2 separate regions of the Capra hircus genome follow, and region 2 is linked to region 1. Evidence: chromatin contacts called from public Hi-C data. All regions are on one chromosome and are shown on one strand. The core of a region is the stretch at or near the end of the contact, and the rest is flanking DNA. Distances in the headings are between cores, read along the strand shown. Region 1 has its middle 69 kb from the start of MALT1. Region 2 overlaps LOC102174081 (nose resistant to fluoxetine protein 6).

Evidence for each region. Hi-C and Micro-C count contacts between places; a contact is called where the count stands out from the background.
Region 2: a contact with region 1 is called in a Hi-C map of liver, with 7 times the contacts expected there. The contact joins two enhancer-like sites. A contact is called at or near these places in 3 of 5 Hi-C or Micro-C datasets (blood and liver).

The regions. Positions count from the first base shown.
Region 1 is chr24:58,034,407-58,041,067 of ARS1.2, forward strand. No RefSeq gene overlaps it. Among named protein-coding and RNA genes, the nearest start is that of MALT1, 69 kb to the left of the region's middle. Within about 2 kb of position 3,300, at least 3 of the 5 cell types and tissues checked have an H3K27ac peak or open chromatin away from gene starts, as enhancers often do.
Region 2 is chr24:58,294,941-58,301,895 of ARS1.2, forward strand. It overlaps LOC102174081 (nose resistant to fluoxetine protein 6), which reads left to right. Exons shown (of 15, transcript XM_018039365.1): 11 at 3,624-3,737; 12 at 5,436-5,568. Among named protein-coding and RNA genes, the nearest start is that of SEC11C, 48 kb to the right of the region's middle. Within about 2 kb of position 4,706, at least 4 of the 5 cell types and tissues checked have an H3K27ac peak or open chromatin away from gene starts, as enhancers often do.

The DNA.
Region 1 (6,661 bases), core at 2,050-4,549:
TTGCAGGCCCCAGGCTCCCAGGTTTCACATCTGGTCCAGAGGATGTGAGCATTCCCGAGGTCGTCGCTGAGCCCAGCCTCAGATGCCCAGGGTGGCTAGGTGGAAAGACCAGGGGTCTCCAGAGTCCCCGATTCCTAAATCAGCCCGGGGGGAGGACTTCAGAGAGACCCCGAGCCTGAGGCACAGGCGCCAGCAGGCTCGGCCGACCCCGGACACGTCCGCCACGTGCCCCATGTCTGCATCCAGGGTTGCCTGGGGCCACTGCTGCCCTCGTGGGTGAGCGGCCGGGACCTAGGGGAGAAGCCGTCAGGCCATGGCTGCCCCAGCCCTCCCTGAGCTCGGCCAGCTTCCTTAGTGCAGGGCCCGGTGTACCCTGCAGGTGCCGCTCATGGGAAGAGCAGAAAGGCTGCTCCTTGGAGCCCGCCACCCTCAGCCTCCGCCCGTGGCACCTGGGCATGGACTGAGCTGCCCGGGCACCTGCTGCCACCCCCACGTGGGCTGGTGACTGCGGGCATGCTGCCGGCGGCTGCCCACCAAGAGGCTGCCCCCTGCCCGGAGGCAGCTCCCACACTGGCGCCCACAGGCCTGAAGTCGAGGACACCAGGCACCTGGCGAGGGGCAGGCAGCTCTGCGGGAGGACAGAGGTGTCCTCCCCACGCTGTGCGTTCTGCACCCTCTGTGACGATGCTGGTGACAAGGCTTGCTCTGGGATTATAGGGCTTAAGCTGAGAAGATACAGTCCCACTTTCCTCCACAAAACTGCTGATTTCCTTAGCCACTCTGATGCTTCTAGCCGCAGCAGCCTTCCTGGTAGAGACGTGATCCCACCAAGAAGAGGCAGCATGAAATTAAAAGGCTTAGGCTCAAGAGGACAGCTCCCCTGGGTTCAAAGCCCAGCTCTGCAGCCCTCTCATCTCTTAAGCCTCACTTTTCTCCCAAGTACCATCTGCCACAGGGCTCCTTGTTCTTGTTGTTCAGTCATGTCTGACTCTTCGCAACTCCATGGACTGCAGCACGCCAGGCCTCCCTGTCCATCACCAACTCCTGGAGTTTACTCAAACTCATGTCCGTTGAGTCGGTGATGCCATCCAACCATCTCATCTTCTGCCGTCCCCTTCTCCTCCTGCCTTCAATCTTTCCCAGCATCAGGGTCTTTTTCAGTGAGTCCGTTCTTCACATCAGGTGGCCAGAGTATTGGAGTTTCAGCATCAGTCCTTCCATTGAATACTCAGGGGTATTAGTAAGCATTAGATAAGGTCACCCAATAAAAGCATGAGCAGGCATATAGTAAAAATAAAACATAGGTCACCCACCAGGTTATTAAACTGCAGACAAAAGAAAGGTGTAGTGGGCTGAATAGCGCCCCCTCCCCCACCCCGCCCCGCCAAATGTATCTCTTAATCCCCCAGAATCTGTGACTGCAACCTTATTTGGAAATGTTGTCTTAGCAGATATAACTAAGTATCTGGAGGGAGTTCCCTGGTGGTCCAGCGATTAGGGCTCTGTGCTTTCACTGCTAAGGAAAAGCACAATCCTTTGTGCTCAATCCCTGGTGGGGAACTAAGATCCTGCAAGCCGCGTGGTGCAGCCGAAACATGTTTTTTTAATAAAATAGGCACACACACACAAAAAGATCTGGACGCGAGATGGTCCTGGATGAAGGCGGTCCCTACCCCAGTGGCAAGTGTCTGTGCGTGTAAGGGGCGGGAAAGAAGACAAGGAACGGTGGAGGCCGCGTGGAGGTGGAGGCGGGCACGCGCGGCACAGCCGCAAGCTGAGCGCGCGCCCTACACGCTGCAGACGCACGGGGAGGCGTGCCCTCCAGACTCTCCCACGGGAGAACGGCCCCGCCAAGACCCCACTTTCTGCCCGTTGATACGAAGTTTGGATTTCTGGCCTCCAGAACTGGAAGACAATAAATTTCTGTTGTTTCATGACGCCAAGCTGGTGAAAATGGGTCGTGACAGCTCTAGGAACCCGCACAGGATGGCAGCTCCGACTCCAGCCCCGAGCGGCCTGGGAAGGACCCGGAGCAGCGCGGGCGGAGCCAGCCGAGCCGCCGCTCCCCGGCTGCTGTCAGTCTCGGGCGCCCCCTCCTGGCCCCAAGGCGGACGCGCGCCCCCGCCGGCCCAGACACTCACTGTCTCTAGAGAAACGGCAGAACGGAGGGGATCTCAACATTTGAAACAGAAGCTTGTCTCCAGGGAGGTGCCTGGTGGCCCAGTGGTTCGGATTTGGCGCCTTGGCCGTCGTGGCCTGGGTTCAGCCCCTCGTCGGGGTCCTGAGATCCCACAAGCCGCACGGCGTGACCCAAAAAATTTCTAAGAGAGGATTTTTAACCATGCGTTCTTTCCCCTCGTCCTGAATAACACAGCCAGCTCTGTATCCCGTGTCTCGCTCACACGCTCTGTCTTCTCCCCCTTCTCCGTACGCTCAGCTCCGCCGTGATGACCCAGCTTTCCTCTCGCTTCCTTGGCCCGCTCCTCCCGGACGGAGGACCGTTCCTGGTAGCCCAACCACGCACCTCCCGGGGGTCCCCTCTACCTTGTCACACAGAAATGAACTCAAACCTTCCCCCGCTGATCACAAACTACTGTCAGCTCACTTCAACCTAATCGGGTCCAAAACACACGAACAGCTCGTGGCGAAGATCCCCCTGGAGAAGCAAACGGGCCGACAGGCTACAGCCTATGAGACCGACAGACTTAGTGACTAACCCTCCCCAGCAGGGGAGCAGCTGACGCTCCCGGCCAGGAGGGGAGAGCCGGGGCGGCTCGCTGGTGGTGACATCCGCTGCACCCTCAGAGGAGGGATCCGACCCCAGTGAGAAACTCTGGGGCCTGAGCAGCAGCGACCAGCGGGCCTGAAGGGGTTGGGAGCCCCCTTTAAGGACTCCGGGTCTGCACCGTCCTCTGGGGCCTGCCCAGCTCTCTGGACCAGGCCTTACTTTGTTTTGTTGAGTTCTGGGTGGGTTCAGTTCAGTTCAGTTCAGTTCAGTCGCTCAGTCGTGTCCGACTCTGCGACCCTATGGACTGCAGCACCCCAGGCCTCCCTGTCCATCACCAACTCCCGAAGCTTGCTCAAACTCATGTCCATCGAGTGGGTGATGCCATCCAACCACCTCATCCTCTGTTGTCCCCTTCTGCCCTCAATCCTTCCCAGCATTGGGGTCTTTTCCAGCGAGTCAGCTCTTCCCATCAGGGGCCAGTGTTGGAGCTTCAGCTGCAGCATCAGTCCTTCCAGTGGTGGGTATGCGCCGGGAGCCCAGCAGAGGGCAGCGCAGGCTCGTTTGTCCTTCACTCTGCGTGGGTTTTTTACAACCTGCGAGCTTGCTTCCTGCTGCAGCCCAGAGCACAGGGAAGGCCGGAGCCTCGGGAAGGGCTGCTGGAGCAGCGGAGCAGCGGTGTTTGCAGCCACTCGGCCAAGCCACAATGAGGCCTTGCCAGTGGCCATGCCCCTCCTGACCTCTCACCGCTTGACTCTGGTGCTGCAGTCCGTGGGGTCAAAAAAGAGCCAGACACGCCTGAAGCCACCTAGCACTCACATAACTGGGATCCAATATACCTAACCCTGAGCATCCCCGTCTAAACCATTTCAAGGGCACCGTTCAGTACTGGCCAGTGTGCACAGAATGCTCCCACTCTAGAGTTTGTGATTTCTCATGGACAGAACCCGAGGCACAGCTATGGTGAAAGTCAGAGAAAAGGCCAAGACCTGGAGATTGCTTCTGTTGAGAAAGGAGGAATTCCAAGGTGCGACCCAGAGGCTTCTCAGGCTATGGTACACCTACGCACTTTCCAGACCCCTCTGCCTCGAGGGGCTGGGTGGGGGTTTCCTGTCCACTTCAGTCTCATCTGCCCCCAGCCCTCCCCAGACACTAGCCGGACAAAACCTACAACTCAACTGGGAGTCACGGGGAGCACCCCCAAAGGGATCCCTGCCCACGTTCAGAAACAGGACCAAAGGTTATTCAAAGTGAAAGAAAGTGAAAGTCGCTCAGTCGTGTCCGACTCTTTGCGACCCCATGGACTATGCAGTCCATGGAATTCTCCAGGCCAGAATACTGGAGTGGGTAGCCATTTCCTTCTCCAGGGGATCTTCCCAACCCAGGTCTCCCGCATTGCAGGCAGATGGGAATGAGCCACAAGGGAAGCCCACAAGTTATTCAAAATCCTCTCAAATATCACTCTGAAAATAATCTGTACAGTACGTAAATGGAATGTCAATGGGAAGTGATGATAATTGTGCCCCCAAAACATTTTAGACTTCCCTGGTGGCTCAGTGATAAAGAATCGGCCTGTCAGTGCAAGAGACAAGGGTTCAATCCCTGGATCGAGAAGATCCGCTGGAGAAGGAAATGGCAACCCAGTCCCATGTGCTTGCCTGGAAAATCCTAGGACAGAGGAGCCTGGCGGGCTATAGTCCATGGGGTCGCAGACACGACTTGGCAACTAAAATGGCAGAACACTTTAAGCCGTAAGATGCATTCAGGGTCCTTGGCCTTTGATGAGCTCCAAAGTGAGCAAGACAGAATTTGAATCCCCAATAATAACAACAGCTAGTATTTAGGCAGGTCCTGTGAGCCTGACACAATGTCAGCTGCTTTTCTCATTCAGGCTTTTGTGATGGATGGAGGTATTGTGTCCGATTCACAAAGGAGGAAACTGGAGCCCCCAGGACTGCTGGACTTGCTCAAGGTCACAGAGGAAGAAAATGGTGGAGCCTGCATTTGGACACTTCAGACCAGCTCCAGGTAACTGGCTAGTGACCTCAGCTTTGCCTGGCTTGACGGGGGTGAAGTGCAGTGTCTAAGAGAGAACTGCAGGAATTCTGGCTCAGGGAAGCCGAGAAGCCTGGGGAAGGGTGAGTTTCCCATCTTTGAATAAGGTCAGAACCACCACCAGTTCCAATCGCCCTTAATCTGGATTGGTAAATTCGCACATAAAAAACGTTAACGGGGCATTCACGCACACGCTCACCAGCCAGACCACCTCTTTCCAACACGTGCCCTCCATTTCCGCCGTAGTGCAAAAAAAAAAAAAAAGTTGCCAAAACATCTCAGAACATCCAGGATGCTTTAACCCTCCAGCGGGAAGACCTCCCGAGGCCTGGCCCTTCGTCCGTTTCCCACTTGCCTTTGCTGCCAGCTCTTGAAGGGATCTGAACCTGAGAACATCTGGCGAGGAGGTCGTGTCATCCTTGGATCCGAAAGCGCCAAAAGAAAAAGTAGAACAAGGAATGCCGAATGCTTTTCGGAACTGATTCGCCTGCACTTCTTTTGTTTTTGCTCTCATACGTTTTGGCTCTTTTATTTCAAACTAGTGGTAGGTGGTGGGAAAAAAAGGTTTGAAAGTACTCACCTGCGCCAGGCAGCTGAGCCAACGATGAGCTTAATTAACCTCTCTGTCTCTCTGACCTTCCCCCTCAACCTCCACCCACTTCGCTGGCACAGGCACCGGCGGCGTGGAAGGACCTGTCCGCCACTCTAACTGGTGACGACCTACGTCTGTTTATTCCCTCATCACCCAGCTACACTCACAGACCAAAACCTACAGCCTTCAGTGCCCAGGAGGCGACTGGTTTTTAGCCAAGGCATTTGTGAACACAGTTTCCATTTTCCCTTTGTTACCTGTTAATTATCTTTTGTAATCGAGGCCTGCTTTCATGTGTAGGTACAAGTAGGTGATATTTGAATGTACTTTGAGAGAAGTGTTTCAGCAGATATTGGGTACTAAAAAAATAATTGGAACAATAAAAGCCCCGCCTGCTCTCTCCCAGGGGGCCCTGTCTGCCTCTGATGCTTTGAATATTTATCTTGCGACGTCCCTGGCAGTCCAGTGGTTAAGACTCCGTGGAAGGCTGGACTTCAAAGGCTCACCCTGCTTTCTGGAGGAAGACGTGTGTACAACTTTAGGGTCTCACCACCCCTAGCTCAGGAGAGCCCCAGCTGTGACCTCCCTTGCCCCGAAGGTGGGGAGCATGTGGAGAAGCGTAGGTCCCATCTTCATATTTCAGAACCACAAGGGCAACTCGTACGTAAAATGGTCCACAGTCCTTGGACTTAGAGAAACTGATGTGATAGAAAGATTTCCATATGATAGAGGTTTCTCTTTGCAATGTCACTGAGTCTCGCTGCCCTGATTTCTCAGTGTGAGAGGCAGAACAATGGCTCCCAGAGGTGTCCAAATCCCCAGGACCTGGGGATGCTGCTTCACATGGCAGAGGGATTTTGCAAAGGCGGTTAACCACCTTGAGATGGAGAGATGATCCTGCATTACCCCAGTGAGCTGACACCATCACCAGGATCCTTATAGCAGGAATGTGGGGAGAGCTAGTTCAGTTCAGTCGCTCAGTCATGTTCAGCTCTTTGCGACCCCATGGACTGCAGCACGCCAGGCCTCCCTGTCCATCACCAATTCCTGGAGTTTACTCAGACTCACGTCCACAGAGTTGGTGATGCCATCCAACCATTTCATCCTCTGTCATCCCCTTGTCTTCCTGCCTTCAATCCCTCCCAGCATCAGGGTCTTTTCAAATGAGTCAGTTCTTTGCATCAGGTGGCCAAAGTATTGGAACTTCAGCCTCAGCATCAGTCCTTCCATTGAACATTCAGGACTGGTTTCCTTTAGGATGGACTGGTTGGATGTCCTTGCAGTTCAAG
Region 2 (6,955 bases), core at 3,456-5,955, 260 kb after region 1:
GTGACTCCTCTTGTCTCAGAGCAAGGCTCTAGGCACAGACATCAGTAGTTGCGCACACAGGCCAAGCAGCTGCGGCTGGCAGACTTAGCTGTCTCAAGGCATGTGGGATCTTCTCGGACCAAGGATCGAATGCAATGCCCCTGCGTTAGCAGGTGAATTCTTAACCACTGGGTCACCAGGGAGGTCCCTTAAGTAAACAGACTTTCCATGTCTGTATAATATTTCGTATTTGTGAGTGAACTGTAGTTTACCTATAGCTTCCTCTAGGATTATTCCTCGATTATTCCTACCTATACCTTCCTAAATAGATTATTTCCAATTTTGTGCTTTTACCAATAACAGTCTCAGAAACATCTTTGTAGTTACCATTTGTCTCCAACTCTGATATTTCTAGAATGCAGGTTCTTAAGAAGAGTTTCAGAGTCAAAGGGCATGAGTGTTTTTGGAGATCTTGAAGTATAATGACAGATAGCTTGCCTTAAAGGTTGTAGCAGTATTCAGTCCTCTGGTCATCTAACTATACCATTGCCAATATGGACTCTTAACAAGATCTATATCTTGCTTTTTAAAAATTATTACTTGAAGATATATAAGAAAACATTCATTTTTCACATCTAATTTGTAAGTCTTTGATTACTGGGCATGGAGCTGAGTTCCAAATATGTGTTGACTAGCTCTGTTTTGTGGTTACCTGTTAATGCTCTTTGCAAGGGGACATTTAAGTCACAGGCTGACCTGTGATGTTGCCCACTCCAGTGCTATGCAAACACTCAAGCATCTTAGGCAAGGAAAATGCATAGTGGTTTTAATTTAAGAATTGAACAATTTTTTTTAAAGGCAGATCTATTTTTTTACATGCACATCTGAAGCGCATTAAGTTTTCTAATTGCAAATGTAAGAGATTTTGGCTGACTACTTTTAAAAATATGTCCCAGCCTTCCGCTAGGCACAGAGGTGGATTGCTGCTATAGAGTTTGAGTCAGAAGATGTGGGTTCAAAGCTGGGGGACTCAGCATAAGTCGCTGGACTCTCGTCATTTTTCACATCTGTGAGATGGAGATGACGCACTTCACCCCAGGGTTGGAAGAGACAGCGAGATCGTACCCATGGGAACCAGCACATGCCCTCTGTGATGGGCTGTGGCTGCTGCAGGCACCTGGAGGGCAGGCATGCGGCTCGGCCAACCCTGGAGCCTTGGCCAAGGAGGACGGGCAAGCCTCTACCGGCTCCCTCGGAGGCGCCCTGGCAGCAGGATGCCCTGACTGCTGGCATTTAGGGTGTTTAGTGAAGGAAGCGCTGGTTTCTTCCAAGGCCTCTCTCCTTGGCTTGTAGACGGCCGTGCCTCCTCACGTGGCCTTCCCTCTGGGCTCTCTGTGTCCTAATCTCTTCTTATAAAGACACGAGTCCCACTGGATTAAGATGTGCCCCAATGACTGACCTCATTTCACCTTAATTATCTCTCTAATGACTCCATCTCCAAACGGAGCCACACTCTGAGGTCATGGAGGTTAGAATTTGCAGGGCTGGGGGACACGATCCAGCCCACAGCAGTCTGTCCTAGGAAGCTTTTAGTAGTTTCTGCAGCTGTGATGGCCAGCGGAGATGTGTCTGACTCCCGAGTAGAGGTGGCACGGCTTGGGCTCCACTTCCCCAGGGAGTGAGAGAATATTTACTCGAGTGCACGGGGGTTTTTATTAGATGGCCTGACCAGATGGTGTGCCAGCCACCCACCCACCAAGGACAATGAGTTATCAGTACCTCTGCACTCTAGGTCTGCTGGGAACCTGCTTGAGTGTCCCTGTGACCGAGACAGCCTGGCCCCGGGGTCAGCATCTTTCTGAGGGGCCGTCATGGGAAGAGGGTCTCAGTTGCTCACCTGGAAACCGGCGCCACCCAAGCCTGTGAGTGTGCTACTGCGTTTAGCCTCTAAATGGAAGGGGTATAAAAGGTAGGGCCGTTTTCCCCTCAGAGAACACATTCGTGTAGAATTCTAGTAATTCAGGGAGGATGGAACTGGAGGGTCTGCAAAAGGCGTGATGAATTGGGACTTCCTGGTGGCCAGTGGTTAAGAACCTGCTCGTTCACCGCAGGAAGTGTGGGTTCGATCCCCGGTCAGGGAACTAAGATCCTGCATGCTTCCTGGGGGTGGCAGTGGTGGTTGTTTAGTGACTAAGTCGTGTCCTTTGGCGACCCCATAGACTGTAGCCCCACCAGGCTCCTCTGTCCATGGGGTTTCCCAGGCAAGGATACTGGCGTGGGTTGCCATTTCCTTCTCCAGGGGATCTTCCCTACTCAGAGATCGAGCTCACATCTCCTGCATTGGCAGATGGGTTCTTTACCACCGAGCCATGGTTCAGCCAAAAAAATAAGACATGGTAAATGTAGAGAATGGTTACCATACCTGCCCTGCCCACACTCATCCATGGCAGGCATTACTAGTCAATTACTGTACCACTGAGCTAAGACGCCTCTTCTGCTCCTGAGCACAAACTGAACTGGAATTGGCCCTCTAGATGCTGATTCACTCCCTAAGTCACTGTGGTGTGAAGCGAATGGCATCTCATCTCCTCCTCACGAGGAACCATGGCAACTTCAGCACTGGACTAGGATCGCCAAAGGCAGGGTTGTGCCTGGTTGGTTTGGCATCTGTGTTGGGCATTTCTTCCACTGCAGACCCTCCTGGTCCTAACCCACCTGATTCCCAGTAGATATAACCAGATACTGTCTCACCCTGAGCCTCTGTCCCTACACCTCATTTCCTGCCTCAGAACCGAACCCTCTCAGCCTACATACAGAGTCCCAAATTTTGGAGGAATTAATTTTGTGGGGCCATCTTTGACCCAAGGGGGCTAGAAGATGGTAGGAAAATGCTTCTTTCTTTCACCCCCTTAGGACAGTTTTGAGGTGCATTTCAGAAGGCTCCACAGAACATTCTGGAAGAACTGAGCATTGACCACCGTGATAGTGCCTTGCATTGGCCTTCCTTGTCCCCCACCCCTGCCCTCATTCTTACCTCCACATGAGCCACCTGAACCCTGACACTGGTCAGATTTGCGTTCGGATTGGGGGGAGGATCCCCGGGTCTCCCTGTTACTCTGCCCCCTCTACTGTGTCTCGCCTGTGCCTGCCAATCATCTCTCTCCTGAATCGATCACCACTTCTTAATTTTTATTCTGATTATTACTTTTTCTTTTTCTTTTTGTCGCACCTAGCGGCATGTGGGATCTTAGTTCCCCGACCAGGGATGGAACCCGTGCCCACTGCCGTGGAAGTACGGAGTCTTAACCAGTGGACCCCCAGGGAGTCCCTCCACTCCAGTCCCTCTAGTGCTTCCTGGGTGGCAAGGGACTTTCCCAAGCACGGGCTCCTCACGGTAAATTTCAGCAGGAAGATGAAGCTATTCTAAGGCAAGGATTTCACTGCTCAGGATTGGGCTGCTAATAAGTGCTCGACACTGAAGTCTAACTCAAGCTTTTTAACTCCAGCCCAGCTCTGGACACACTTGGCCCCACGCCAGCCTCTCTCAAAGGCAGGCTGGCAGGAAGCACCTCTGGTTGCCAAGTCTGCCAGCCTTCGGTAGCCCCAGAGTGAGAAGGAAAGTGAACGTGCTCTCTTCTTTGCAGAAGTCAGCGTGCCCTCATCCTGCTCGGGGCCACGCTGCTCCTGGCATCTTGCACTGCCTCTACTCTGCTCACACTGGCTCACAACCTTCCGGTGGCAGCTCCGTCAGAAGCCAGGTAACTGCCGCGCTTCCCAGCCCACCAGCTCTGTCCCTCACCTCCCCTCAGGATAGCCAGGACCTCCCAGGCAGGGCTGCTGAGCGGATGCCAGGCTTTTAGCCCTGTGCACGTAGGCTCCTGCGGAAATGTGGGCAGGAACTGTTCGGCCTGGATGGGAAAGTTCATTGTGTGTTTGTTTCCAAACCTCTGACTCTTTTCAGCTGGCGCTGGGAATCTGCTCTGAACACAGGGAGCTCACTCTTGCCCACTGAAACGCTTCTGGGAGGAAAGGGGTGCCCCCACGTGGCTGTATGGCGTTTCTCCTCCAGTGGCAAACTGCTGCTTGGAAGCTCTATTGTGGGATGGAGAGACAGAAATTTAACGAAGTTGGGGTTGCCCCTTCAAGGTCACATGCCTAGTGAGTGGCACAGGTGTGAGCTGAACCTAGGACCTTACCACTGCGCTAGTTTGCCTTTCCAACAGGGTATGTGTAGCAGTTCTTTCTCGGTACCACCTGAGTCTTCTGCAGGAAAAACCGGTGAGATTTCCTGCTCATCTGTTCTCCGTGCAGCAGTCAGGCTGATGCAGGTGGAAACCGGATGCTGTCCGTCATCTGCTCAATCCTCCCATTGTTCTCGGGGCAGAATCCCTGTCTGGCCTCGTCTGTCTCTCCCCCATCCGCTGACTCTGGACCAGTCTCAGCAGCCTCCTTCCCTCCACACACCCAACAGGCTCCCTCCTCAGGGCCCTCGAACTTGCTGCTCCCTCACACGAGAACGCTGTTCCTCTAGAATCCAGATATGGGCGAGGCGAGCTCCTCCGCTCCCTACAGGCGTCTGTACATGTCTCAGAGTAGCCTTCACAGACCTCCCAGGGTGAACTAGCCCAGAGCCGTGTGAGGCACAGAAGTGCTCAAGGGACTGGCGTCCCTGGCAGTCCAGTGGGTGGGACTCCATGCTTCCACTGCAGGGGGCAAGGGTTTGACCCCTGGTCGGGGAACTCAGATCCCACATGCCGCACAGGATGGCCAAAAAGAAAAGAAAAAGTGCCCAGGATGCACTGCGCGTGGAACAGATGAGTGGCTGAGTGACTGAGCACACCCCGGGCTTTTAGACCGGAGAGGCGCCATGCCCTTCCACCACGTCATCAGCTTCTGTGCGCACAGCTGGGTGGGCGAGAAGGAGGCTGGCTCCTGCTTTGCCTGTGGTTCTCAACCGCAGACGCAAATGAGAGTCACCTGTGGGTTGGGGGCGGTGGGATGGGGGTGGGGATTGACATTTCACCGATGCTTCCAGCAAGCACCACCCTGGGCCAACTGAATGTGAGTCTCCAGGGCTGGGGCCCAAGCCACCCAATTCTGTGAGAGCTTCCACGAAGAGGTTCACGTCTTTAAGAAGGGGTCTACTTCTGGGAACCATGTTTTTAGAGCTATCCTGACATGCCAGCCACTGGAAACAGCTATTTTAAAAGAAGGCAGTCATCACATTTCCTTGGGTCCCAGGTTGGAGGGCCCCAAGGGAGTTTGGAATTTCAGAAACCAGCATGGCCCAAGGCAGGATCGTGAGGGTGCTGTCTGCAGACCATCACTGAAGACGTGAACTCCTGTACTCCCAGTGTCTTTGGCTTTGCTGATTGCCCCAGTGAACGTCTGAGAGATTGCTTGATCCATGTCCAGATCAGATGCAGCCTTTGGCCTCACGTCCTTGTGTTTTTCAGGGAAGAGGCAGCCAGACTGTATTTCGTGGAGTACTACACGAAGCCCTACTGTCGGTACGGGCCGTTCCTCGTGGGCCTCTTACTGAGCGTTTTCATGCACCCAGACCACCAGGCAAACGTTCTCAGAACCAAGGTACGTGGCTTCCCCATGCCACGCTGTAGGAACCAGGTTCACCTGGGGTCAGACTGCCCTTGGCCCGGCTCTTCCAAAGCCCTGGGCAGGAGGCAGACTTTCGGGCACTTGACTGTGCTGTGGTGTGTCAGCAACGGCTCTTGATGCCAGAGAATAAGAGGAACCTTGTCTTCTTCCCTGATTCTCTGCTTTCCTCACTGAGCTCCCCTTAGAAAGCCCCAGATCCAGCACCCAGCCGGGTCCCACCCATTGGAGCCTTGGTACAGACCCAGAGAAACTTCTGATGTGGGAAAACATACCCGGTGAGATGGCAAGGGCAAGCCACTCTTCTGGAAGGTCATGGTGATGTAGGCTGGCTTTTCTTTAATAGCAAAAGCTCTTTGGCTCCTAGAAATAAGATTCTTGGTCAGATTTGATGGTTCCGTCTGGGAATCAGGTTGTGCGGTATTTAGAAAGCTGTCACTTCACCTTCCAGATGGGGTTACTTCCCTGTGGGTAATCAGTCTGGTTCACCATCCAAGGTCATAGGTCAAGCCAGAAACCTGGGTTCATCTTGGATGCCTCCTGCCTGTCGCCCTCCCTCCCCGTCCGGTCACCCACCCCCGGGGCTGTTTCTCCTACTGTCCTCTCGTGGCCTTTGCCCCTCACCTTGTTCAAGCCCGTCTCATCTCTTAGCTGGACTTCTTCACTAGTTTTCTTGCCTCTAGTCTGATCTCAAATCCACCCTCAGGGCAGTCTATCTAAAGCACTACCTTAGCCTCAGTTCAGTTCAGCCGCTCAGTCGTGTCTGACTCTGCGACTCCATGGACCGCAACACGCCAGGCCTCCCTGTCCATCACCAGCTCCCAGAGTTCACCCAAACTCATGTCCATCGAGTCAGTGATGCCATCCAACCGTCTCATCCTCTGTCGTCCCCTTCTCCTCCTGCCTTCAGCCTTTCCCAGCATCAGGGTCTTTTCACATGAGTCAGTTCTTCGCATCAGGTGGCCAAAGTATTGGAGTTTCAGCTTCAACATCAGTCCTTCTAATGAATATTCAGGACTGATTTCCTTTAGGATGAACTGGCTGGATCTCCTTACAGTCCAAGGGACTCTCAAGAGTCTTCTCCAACACCACAGTTCAAAAGCATCAATTCTTCGGCACTCAGCTTTCTTTATAATCCAACTCTCACATCCATACATGACTACTGGAAAAACCATAGCTCTGGCTAGATAGACATTTGTTGGCAAAGTAATGTCTCTGCTTTTGAATATGCTGTCGAGGTTGGGCATGACTTTTCTTCCAAGGAGTAAATAAGTAATTTCACGGCTGCAATCACCATCTGCAGTGATGTTGGAGCCCCAAAAAATAAAGTCTGACACTGTTTCCACTGTCTCCCTATCTATTT